2 separate regions of the Mus musculus genome follow, and region 1 is linked to region 2. The links are chromatin contacts, called in public promoter capture Hi-C maps. All regions are on one chromosome and are shown on one strand. Each heading gives the region's core, a stretch centred on a gene start, on an enhancer-like site or on the middle of the called end of the contact. The rest is flanking DNA. Distances are from core to core; before and after follow the strand shown.

The links. Capture Hi-C pulls out chosen DNA fragments and counts their contacts.
Region 1: a contact with region 2 is called in a promoter capture Hi-C map of liver, with 1.8 times the contacts expected there. The contact joins two enhancer-like sites. A contact is called at or near these places in 2 of 39 promoter capture datasets (both in embryonic stem cells), 5 of 15 datasets of contacts at CTCF or cohesin (the NIH/3T3 cell line, embryonic stem cells, large pre-B cells and 1 more), 143 of 484 Hi-C or Micro-C datasets (the 63-12 cell line, the AML12 cell line, B cells and 80 more), 19 of 115 datasets of contacts at active chromatin or transcription factors (CD4 single positive thymocytes, the HPC-7 cell line, VIP interneurons and 10 more) and 3 of 9 other capture datasets (adipose tissue, liver and pancreatic islet).

Annotation. Positions count from the first base shown.
Region 1 is chr17:28,048,166-28,052,180 of GRCm38.p6, forward strand. It overlaps Anks1 (ankyrin repeat and SAM domain containing 1), which reads left to right. Exons shown (of 25, transcript NM_181413.4): 15 at 2,401-2,499; 16 at 3,332-3,484; 17 at 3,560-3,667. Among named protein-coding and RNA genes, the nearest start is that of Tcp11, 30 kb to the right of the region's middle. Within about 2 kb of position 2,241, at least 5 of the 459 cell types and tissues checked have an H3K27ac peak or open chromatin away from gene starts, as enhancers often do. A contact at or near this core is called in liver, where this site is marked.
Region 2 is chr17:27,967,396-27,971,668 of GRCm38.p6, forward strand. All of the region lies in intron 1 of Anks1 (ankyrin repeat and SAM domain containing 1), which reads left to right. Among named protein-coding and RNA genes, the nearest start is that of Gm35290, 38 kb to the right of the region's middle. Within about 2 kb of position 2,091, at least 32 of the 459 cell types and tissues checked have an H3K27ac peak or open chromatin away from gene starts, as enhancers often do. A contact at or near this core is called in liver, where this site is marked.

The DNA of each region.
Region 1 (4,015 bases), core at 991-3,490, 81 kb after region 2:
GATCTCAGGAACACAGGGCTGAGACCTGTGACACATACAGACGGAGACTGGTGCTGTTCCCAGTGGCAGCCTCCAGTCTTTGCCCACTGCTGCCCGCCCAGCTGAGCCCCACCTCTCCCGAAGCTCTCCATCCCCACCCAGTTCCCTCCTCCCATAACTACTAGACAACCAGTTGTTACAATGTATTGTTTAGAGAAGAGTCTGAGTGTTCAGCACCTAAGCTTCTATGCAGTCAGCCCTCTGTCCAATAGCAATGGATCTCAGCCATTGGTGTTTGAAGTACCAGCACAGACCCAAAACCCATGCCGCGTAACCACTGTTGGTGACCTTGAATGGTGCTGAGCTTTGTAAGGAATCGAGGTGTAAGCCATTGTGGAAAAGGTTGCAAGCTGAGTCAGGATAGGGTCTGTTGGGGCAGCAAGATGCAAACGCTGTCTCCTTCCTGTGGGGGCAGTGTCTGGGCTTGTGTGTGGTGGGCAGGGGTGCACTCTACAGGCCAGGAAAAGCAGCTGCAAGAGCCACTGAGCTCTTTAAGCTTTGGCTGGTGGTGTCCTCTGTAGGATATTTTTCCCATACCCAGGACAAAGGAGCTAAAGAGGCAAAGGTGGGGCCACCAGGTCATAGTCAGCATTCAATGACCCAAGCTACTTAGCACATCTAAGTACAAGGTGGGGTAGAAAGAATCCAGAAAGAGGTCCAGAAGCAGCCACTCCAGACCTACAGATGTAATTCCAGGTTGGTAGGAAAGACAGCTCACTAAAGAAACAAACAGCTTCTACCTGGAAGAGAAGAAAGCTGGTTTGAGAACATCACTATATACAAAGGAAAATGCCAGTGCTTAAAGAATAACTCTAGAAGGGCTTGCCAAGCCTGGCATCCCGAGATGCCCCGTGGGACCCCAGTGCTTTCAGCGTGTGAAAGGAAGGGCTTGACAGAGCTAACAAGGTCATCAGGCGGAGCCATAAGGACAGCTACCAGATCAACTACAGAAATATGTACATCACCTAGAAGCTGGCCCCGGGATTTGTGCATGGTGGGCAGGGAGTGTGTCCTGCAGCCAAAGAGAAGTAGCTGAACTAACCTGCTCACAGAGAAAGGTCTATTTCCTCACTGAAGAAGACACAAAAAGGCAAGCAGGGAAGGCCTGGTAGAGAGTAACCAAAGGGCTTTGTGTGTGCAAATCATGCAGAACATGGAGCAGGGACCCCCACATAGATGCCTTGCCCGGGACATGAAGCTCTCATTCCAATGAGAATGGTGTCCTGAGACAGCAGCCATGGGCTGGCTACTGCTCACAAAGCTCCTGCCAATGTGGGGTGCCCGCACTGACTTTGAGACATGTGCCCATATCCTTTACACAAATGGTGCCCTGTGCATCTCTGGCCTAGCAGGTGCAATGCTTGTGTTTAATCTGGCCCAGCGTGGGGTTACACACCTGTAACCCCTTCACAGGGAGGGGAAAAGAAAGATCAGACTTCAGGATGAGCCCTGGAGAGCCGGCTCAGTGTTAGGAGCACTGACTGCTCTTGCAGAGGACCAGAGTTCAGTTCCCAGCACCCACATGGCACTTCTTCCGGTACTGCATGTACAAGACACACAGATTTCAAGATGAGCTTTGACTCCATAAAATTTACTCTCACAACTGGACATGATGGCACACACCTTTAATTCCCAGCCCTTGGGAGGCAGAGGCAGGAGGATCTCTGAGTTCTAGGCCAGAAGTACCAGTGAGAGAAACCTGTCTCAAAACAAAACAAAAAAATACAATTGTTTCTCATGGTTGTTACAGTGAGACAGCCTTGAGGGCTACAGGTGTGGAGTCAGTCAGCCCTGAGGCCTGCAGGTGGAGTCACACTGCTTTAGTTCAGATCTAAATTCTGCTACTACATATATACATTCTGGAACATTCTGATGGCCAGGTGCCTCAGTTTTTCCGTCTGTGTGACCAAGATTAACAGAGAGGCTAACAAGTGTGGTGCACTTGGGAAGCAGGCATGTGGCCTGCCAGCTGTCCCCACTGTCCCTGTGGGACTCGGGTTCTGTAGCTTCTCTACCCTCGGCTGCTCTGTTCAGATAGTGGCGAGGCAGCGAGAATGCTGAGTAAAGCTTAGCCTGGACCCCTTCCTCCAGCAGTGAGCCCTGTTTCAATAGTCCTGTCTGATTCCTGCAGCATCTGTCCCTCCCCCAGGCTAAGGTGTGTCTGTGGGGAGCACAGTACCATGCGTTCCGGGCATGGGCAGGTTTGCCAACAGCTTACTCTGGCTGCTGGCCAGGGCGTCCAGTGTTCTGCCTTCTCTTAGTGGCTGTGATGGAGAAACATTTGCTGTGGCATCACGGCAGGCTGACCTGACTGGACACCAGGCCTCGTGTAGGAAAGACCTAACATCCTCTCTTTCTCAGGGGTCTAATGTGATGGAAGAGCAGGACCTGAGGGAGATTGGCATCAGTGACCCACAGCACCGGCGGAAGCTGCTGCAGGCTGCACGCTCCTTGCCCAAGGTGACCACTCCAGGCCTTGGCCCTCCTGACCCCATGGACCAGAGGTTCTCAACCTGTGGGCTACAACCCCTTTGGGGTCACAGGGGTCATATCTAACATATCAGATATCCTGCATGTTAGAAATTTACAGTTTACAACAGTAGCAAAATTACAGTTATGAAGTAGCAACAAAAATAATTCTAGGGTTGAGTGTCACCACACCATGAGGAACTAGATTAAAGGGTCACACGCAACATTAGAAAGGTTGAGAACCGCTGGCCTAGACCCAAAGCCGAAAAGGAGCCTGGCTCTGAGACGTGCAGATCTCATCCTGTCTCTTCCCTCATCAGAGCCCAGCAGGCCCAGGGTCTTCCTGCTTCTCTGTAAAGCTCTCAGGCCCTTGGAGGGTAGCAGGGCTTCAGGGAAGTGAGGGCCTTGTCTGGCCAACTGAGGAGGTTCTGGGATCCTCTTGGCACAGAGCTAATTCCAAGGGCTTGGCCTGTCACTCGAGCCGCCTCTGGAGTCTCTTAACTCATTAGAGGACAGGCTGGCCTACCTTGACCCCAGAGAAGCCCTAGAGGAGCATTCTCTGAGACCACAGTCACCACCCCTGACTGTCACTGTCATGGCCAGCATGCCCTTAGTCCTTTCACCAGAGCTCAGGAAGTGACTCTTGGAGCTAGCTCAAGGAGAAGCATCCTCACCCCTCCTCCCCGTCTTCCTCACCTACCAGCACCTCCTTGCCCACACCCAGCAGCCTCTGCATCCCAGAGTGGTGGTGTGCCAAGGGAAGGCACAGGGTAGTTCTTTCCCTGTGACTCAGGGATGCTTTCCCTGCCTCCTCGCACCACAGGTGAAGGCCCTTGGCTATGACGGGGTCAGCCCCACCTCAGTGCCCTCATGGCTGGACTCGCTGGGGCTGCAGGACTATGTCCACTCTTTCCTGTCCAGTGGCTACAGCTCCATCGACACTGTGAAGAACCTCTGGGAGCTAGAGCTTGTCAATGTGAGTGTCCCTGGGAGGCCGGGGGCCCTGTCCCGCCCCACCCCACCCACTGACTGCTCCTCTGCCCCTCTGTAGGTCCTGAAAGTTCACCTGCTGGGCCACCGCAAGCGCATTATCGCCTCTCTAGCAGACAGGCCCTATGAGGAGCCACCCCAGAAGCCTCCAAGGTTTTCCCAGCTAAGAGTGAGTTCACAAGCACACTTTGTGCATTAGTCCTGGTCACATGACTCTTGGGATAGCACACAACAGTCCCTGCCCTTGCCCGCTGGGCTCATGCACAGGAGAGTGGGTTCTCACCTTTTTAAAGGTGATACCTCTTGTTTGTACCCAGAATCCTTGGGGTGGTTCTTAATGAAGGCCCAGCACTATAACTATAGAAAAGAAGTTAACCAGTTCCAGGCCAGGCCAACATCCAGGGCTTAGACTCAGCTCTGTACCTACTGCTGCAGAGACCCTTCCAGTGCTCCAGTGGGCCCACCCCAGTGCCTGCCGTCAAGCTACAAATCCTGGGGCAGCCGGGGCTTCCTCAGA
Region 2 (4,273 bases), core at 841-3,340:
CTCCTAAGCTGTGTTGGGTATAGGTGTGCAGAGGTGACGTGGGGCACTGTCTTTCTTGCCCATGCAACCAGACTTACATTTCAGTCTTTACTAAAGCTCCTCTAGCCAGGCAGGTAGCAAGTCCTCGGTCCTCTGCTCCCGTCCAGAACAGTGCCCGCCTGCCAGTCCTCTTGTGTCTGCTGTTTTTCCCCTACAGTAGCAGTCACTGCTGTCATGGCCCTCTGTCCCCTCCCTCTCCCTCTTTCTCCTCCTGTGACTCCCAATTTGTGAGGACCGGTGAGACAAGTTCCCTCACTGACCCGGGAGCTCACGGATTGAGCCTGGGTTCCAGGGATCCTGTCTCCCACCTGGGATCAGAGGTGCATGCCACCAGGCCTGGCTTTTGCATGGGTCCTGAGAATCCGAGTTACTCTGGCCTGTTCCACTATCCTTAAAGTTTGGCTTCACTTAGTAGTCTTGGTTCCTGCAGATGTTGCGCTGGTGGTCATTGTTGGATTGTGTCACTGTGGCTGTCACAGTAGTTCATCTGTGGAGCCACTTAGGATACAACAATCCCATTTCTTCTTCACATATAACTTATTAATGACCTCTTGGTTTTCTGAATTTACTTCTAAAACCACGGCTATACTTGTTAAATCCCTTAAGAGTTTCCCTGCGTCCCAGGCAGATTGATGTCACTGTGTCCTGCAGATATTCCCCAGCCGGCTGAGTCCCTGGGCCTGCTTTCCCGGCCACCCATCTTCCCTTTTCTCACCGCCCACGTGTTCTGTAGAACAGTGTGTCCTCCAGTGTTCTTCCTGAGAAGGCGTGGGGGTCAAGTTTGAGATCTTGGGTGTCTAAAAGCACTGTATGGTTTGAGCATTGAGAGTAATGTGTCTCCTGGAGAGGCCAGGCTGAGAGTGAGGTCACCTCAGGAGTTGCTTCTGTGTTTAGTGTTGCCTTCCCATACCCAAGCTTTCCTTGGTGCCCAGGATCCCTGTCTGTCATTTGTAACTGTGTACATCTAAGGCTAAGAAGCTGATTGGACACTGTGCAGAGGCTAGGAGAGCTTGTCAGAGATACTCTGTATCTTGGTACAGGGCAGAAACCCCCCAGATCTGCAGCTCCTGACTGGAGTCATTGTGTCTCCGAAAACTAATCTGGCAGCTTCCTGTTGGTTGTGGAAGGCCAAGTGGGCCATGGGGCAGGATCCGCCCCTTGGAGATGAAGGCTTCTTCTAGGAAGATGACCCAGTGGGTAAAACCCTTGTGTGCAAGGACAGGGACCTGAGTTCCAGTCCCCAGCATCACATCAAATCTGGGAGTGGTGGTGCACACCTGGAACCTGGGGTGCGAAGACAGGCCCTAGGGACTCACTGGCCAAACAGCCCAACTGAACCCGTAAATCCCTGGTCCAATCCATATGAAGAGCAAGAGAGGAAGACCTGCTCTGGGACTCTGGTCTCCCTGTGTGTAACCAAGTACGTGAGCCTGTGCATGCATGCACTCATGTTCACACTAAATGAAGACTTTCATAAGGACCTTTCCAGCTCCTAGCATGCCTTCTGTGCAGGGCCATGCTTCACATGTTAACACATGTGAGCAGCCCCCTGACCAGGACTTGCTGGGCAGACCTCACTCACCAAATGTGATGTGTTGTGTTCACAAAGTCCAATCCAGTCCAATCTGCCCTGCAGACCCTGCTCAGCTTGCAGGTGTGACTGTGCTGTGGGAAACAAGGGCGAAGAAGCTCCGAGGTGAGGTTCAGAGCCAGAGATGGTCCACGCCTTCCTGTACTCCCTTGCCATCTTCAAGGTTTTCAGAGGCCCTGTCTAAATGTAGGTGCTTCCGTGGCATAGGAGAAGGCTGCTTCAACAGCAAACGGCTTTGATACACAGTAGGTTGTGAATCTGGCTCAAGTTTCTGGAAATGTTGAGTGATGAAAGTCTTGAAGCCACCATGTGAGCAAGTGGTTCAAATAGCGTGCCTGCCGCGTAGTAGGAGCAGCTGCTGTGGACAGAGCCTAGACCCCTAACCTAATCCTAAAGCTGTCCCAAGGATGCTAATATGCTAGACTGCTCCAAGGTTGCAGAGAGTCAGCTTAGGTTTATCCTGCTGGTCAGGGCAGGAAGTGCGGCTTAGCAGAACCTCCCGAAACTATGTATAGGAATGTTCTGGACTGTCTTAGAGCCCCGCCCCCACCTCCATTAGACTCGCTGTGTTTGTGGGTGAGCAGCCTTCAGGACTTGCTGCTTGAGGACAGCCGCAGGGAGGAAGACCAGGATTTGTAAATAGCTCTTTTCTTGAGCTGCCAAAAAGGAAGAGCGTTGGGTGGAGAGGATGTGGCTGCCATCCTGTCCAGAGCTAAAATCCAAACAGGGAGATTATAGGTCTATGATCTAGTGGAGTTCATTTGCTTGGTCTGTTCCCTGGACCCCAAAATCTTTAGGTCAGAGAAAAATGGCTGGGGAGGCTGGGGGTGCGCCATGTCCTTGTCAACTGCTGGGGTTTTGAGGGAGTGTGATGCTGGTGTAATCACCGCTGCAGTCCTGCTGGGGGCTGTTGCCCTTGGTATTGTAGGAGGTAGACAGCGCCTGTTGGGTTGCTGAGCTAGCAAGGCTGCTTCATGCTACTTCCCATCTCCCTTATGGCATTTCTGTAAGAACCAAAAGCACTCTGAAGGGGTGCCAAGCGCTGCCTAACTGTTGCTTCCAGTCTCTCATTGACCTGGCTTGTGACTCGCTTTTAGATGCTAATGGGATGTTTTATACTAGACTCCCTTGTAGGAGCCCCCCTCTCTCCTTGATTTTCCACGTCATTTCCTTTCCATCCTCCTGTTATCATCAAGTACACTTAGGCAAGCTGGTTTTGGAAATGGGAGGAGTAGAGGGATCAAGGCTTCATGGTGGACAGGGTCAGCATGTGCTTCAGGCTTACTGTCTGGCCTTCTTCACCTTGTTTGTCAATGACACCAGTGTCAAATCACAGATGTCTCACACTTTCCATTTCCTGTTAACTCACTTAACTGCCAAGTATGGAGCACGTGGAAGTATGAAGTGCATTTCCAGTGTCTCGAAATGTACGTGTTGTAGAAGGACTCACAAAGCTCCTCCCTCCCAGTAACACTTCAGACACTGCATCTGAGTGGATCTGTTCAGTGCTTGTGCCTGGCACATTGCTTTCAGTGAATGGTCCTCCAGATTCGTTTCTTCTGTTGCAAATGATGGGATTTCCCTTCCTTTTCAAGAGTGAGTAATAGTCTACTTTCTTTTCCTGCTCACCAGTTAAAGGACCCTCCTGCCGATTAGCTACTATAACACAGTCCTAAGTGTGGGCATGCTCAACGCTCTCCGGTCATTGCTTTGGGTAGATGTTTGTACAAGGTAGTGGTTGCTGGATCATGGCACACCCGTGTTGCTTTCTGTGAGGCTGAGTTCACATTCCCAACAGCAGTGTCGAGGCCGTGCTTGACGCCCTTAACAGCTCCTACCTTTCGTCTCTTTTGCAGTGACTGTTCTGACAGACACGCAGTAAAGTCAAGTAGGTTTGAGTTTGCATTTCCTTAAGACTTAGTGACACAGGGTAGTTTTTCATCTCCCCATTGACCATTTGTAAGAATAAAATAGCCCGGTATCCCAGCTTCAAGTGGGTGGGAGGCAGAAGCGGAGTGGTCGGGGGTTCAGGTCATTCTGAGCAGTGTGAGGCTCTATCTGTAAAGACGTTTCCCTGTCCTTTGCCCATCTTTAGATCAGCTTGTTTCCTCGCAGTCAGCCGCATCCTCCTGTTTATGTTAGCATTGTCTCAGGTGCAGTGTGCAGGCGCTTTCTCCCTCACCTAGGGTTCTTCTCTGCAGGTTGTTTCCATGGCTGCTCAGGCACCCAGCAGGCTGTTAGGAACACCTCTGCCTCCCTATGTCCGTTCTTCCCGTAAAAGCCCTGATGTGAGAGCACAGTGTGGCTGCCTTCATTCTGAGTGCTATGGTCACTGGAGGCATGGAGGCAGTGCTCAGCACTCTGCAGTGTCTCCAGGTCACCACTAAGAGCAGTTCCTGGTGAGCATTTGTCTGCGCTCACACACTCTCAGAGCATGTGTGTCCTGTGCATTTCTAAGACGGGACACACATATTTCAGCGAGGTCCACCTCTCACGTGCTTTCAGCTCACTGCGCTCATGTCAGAGCATAGGGGCCCAGCTTTCCTCTCTGCATCGTTACTGGCTGTGTCGTATTTCGTTTTGTGGATGGATGTACTGGCATCCCCACTGCTTGCCTACGATGTGCTTGGGCATGTAGACTCT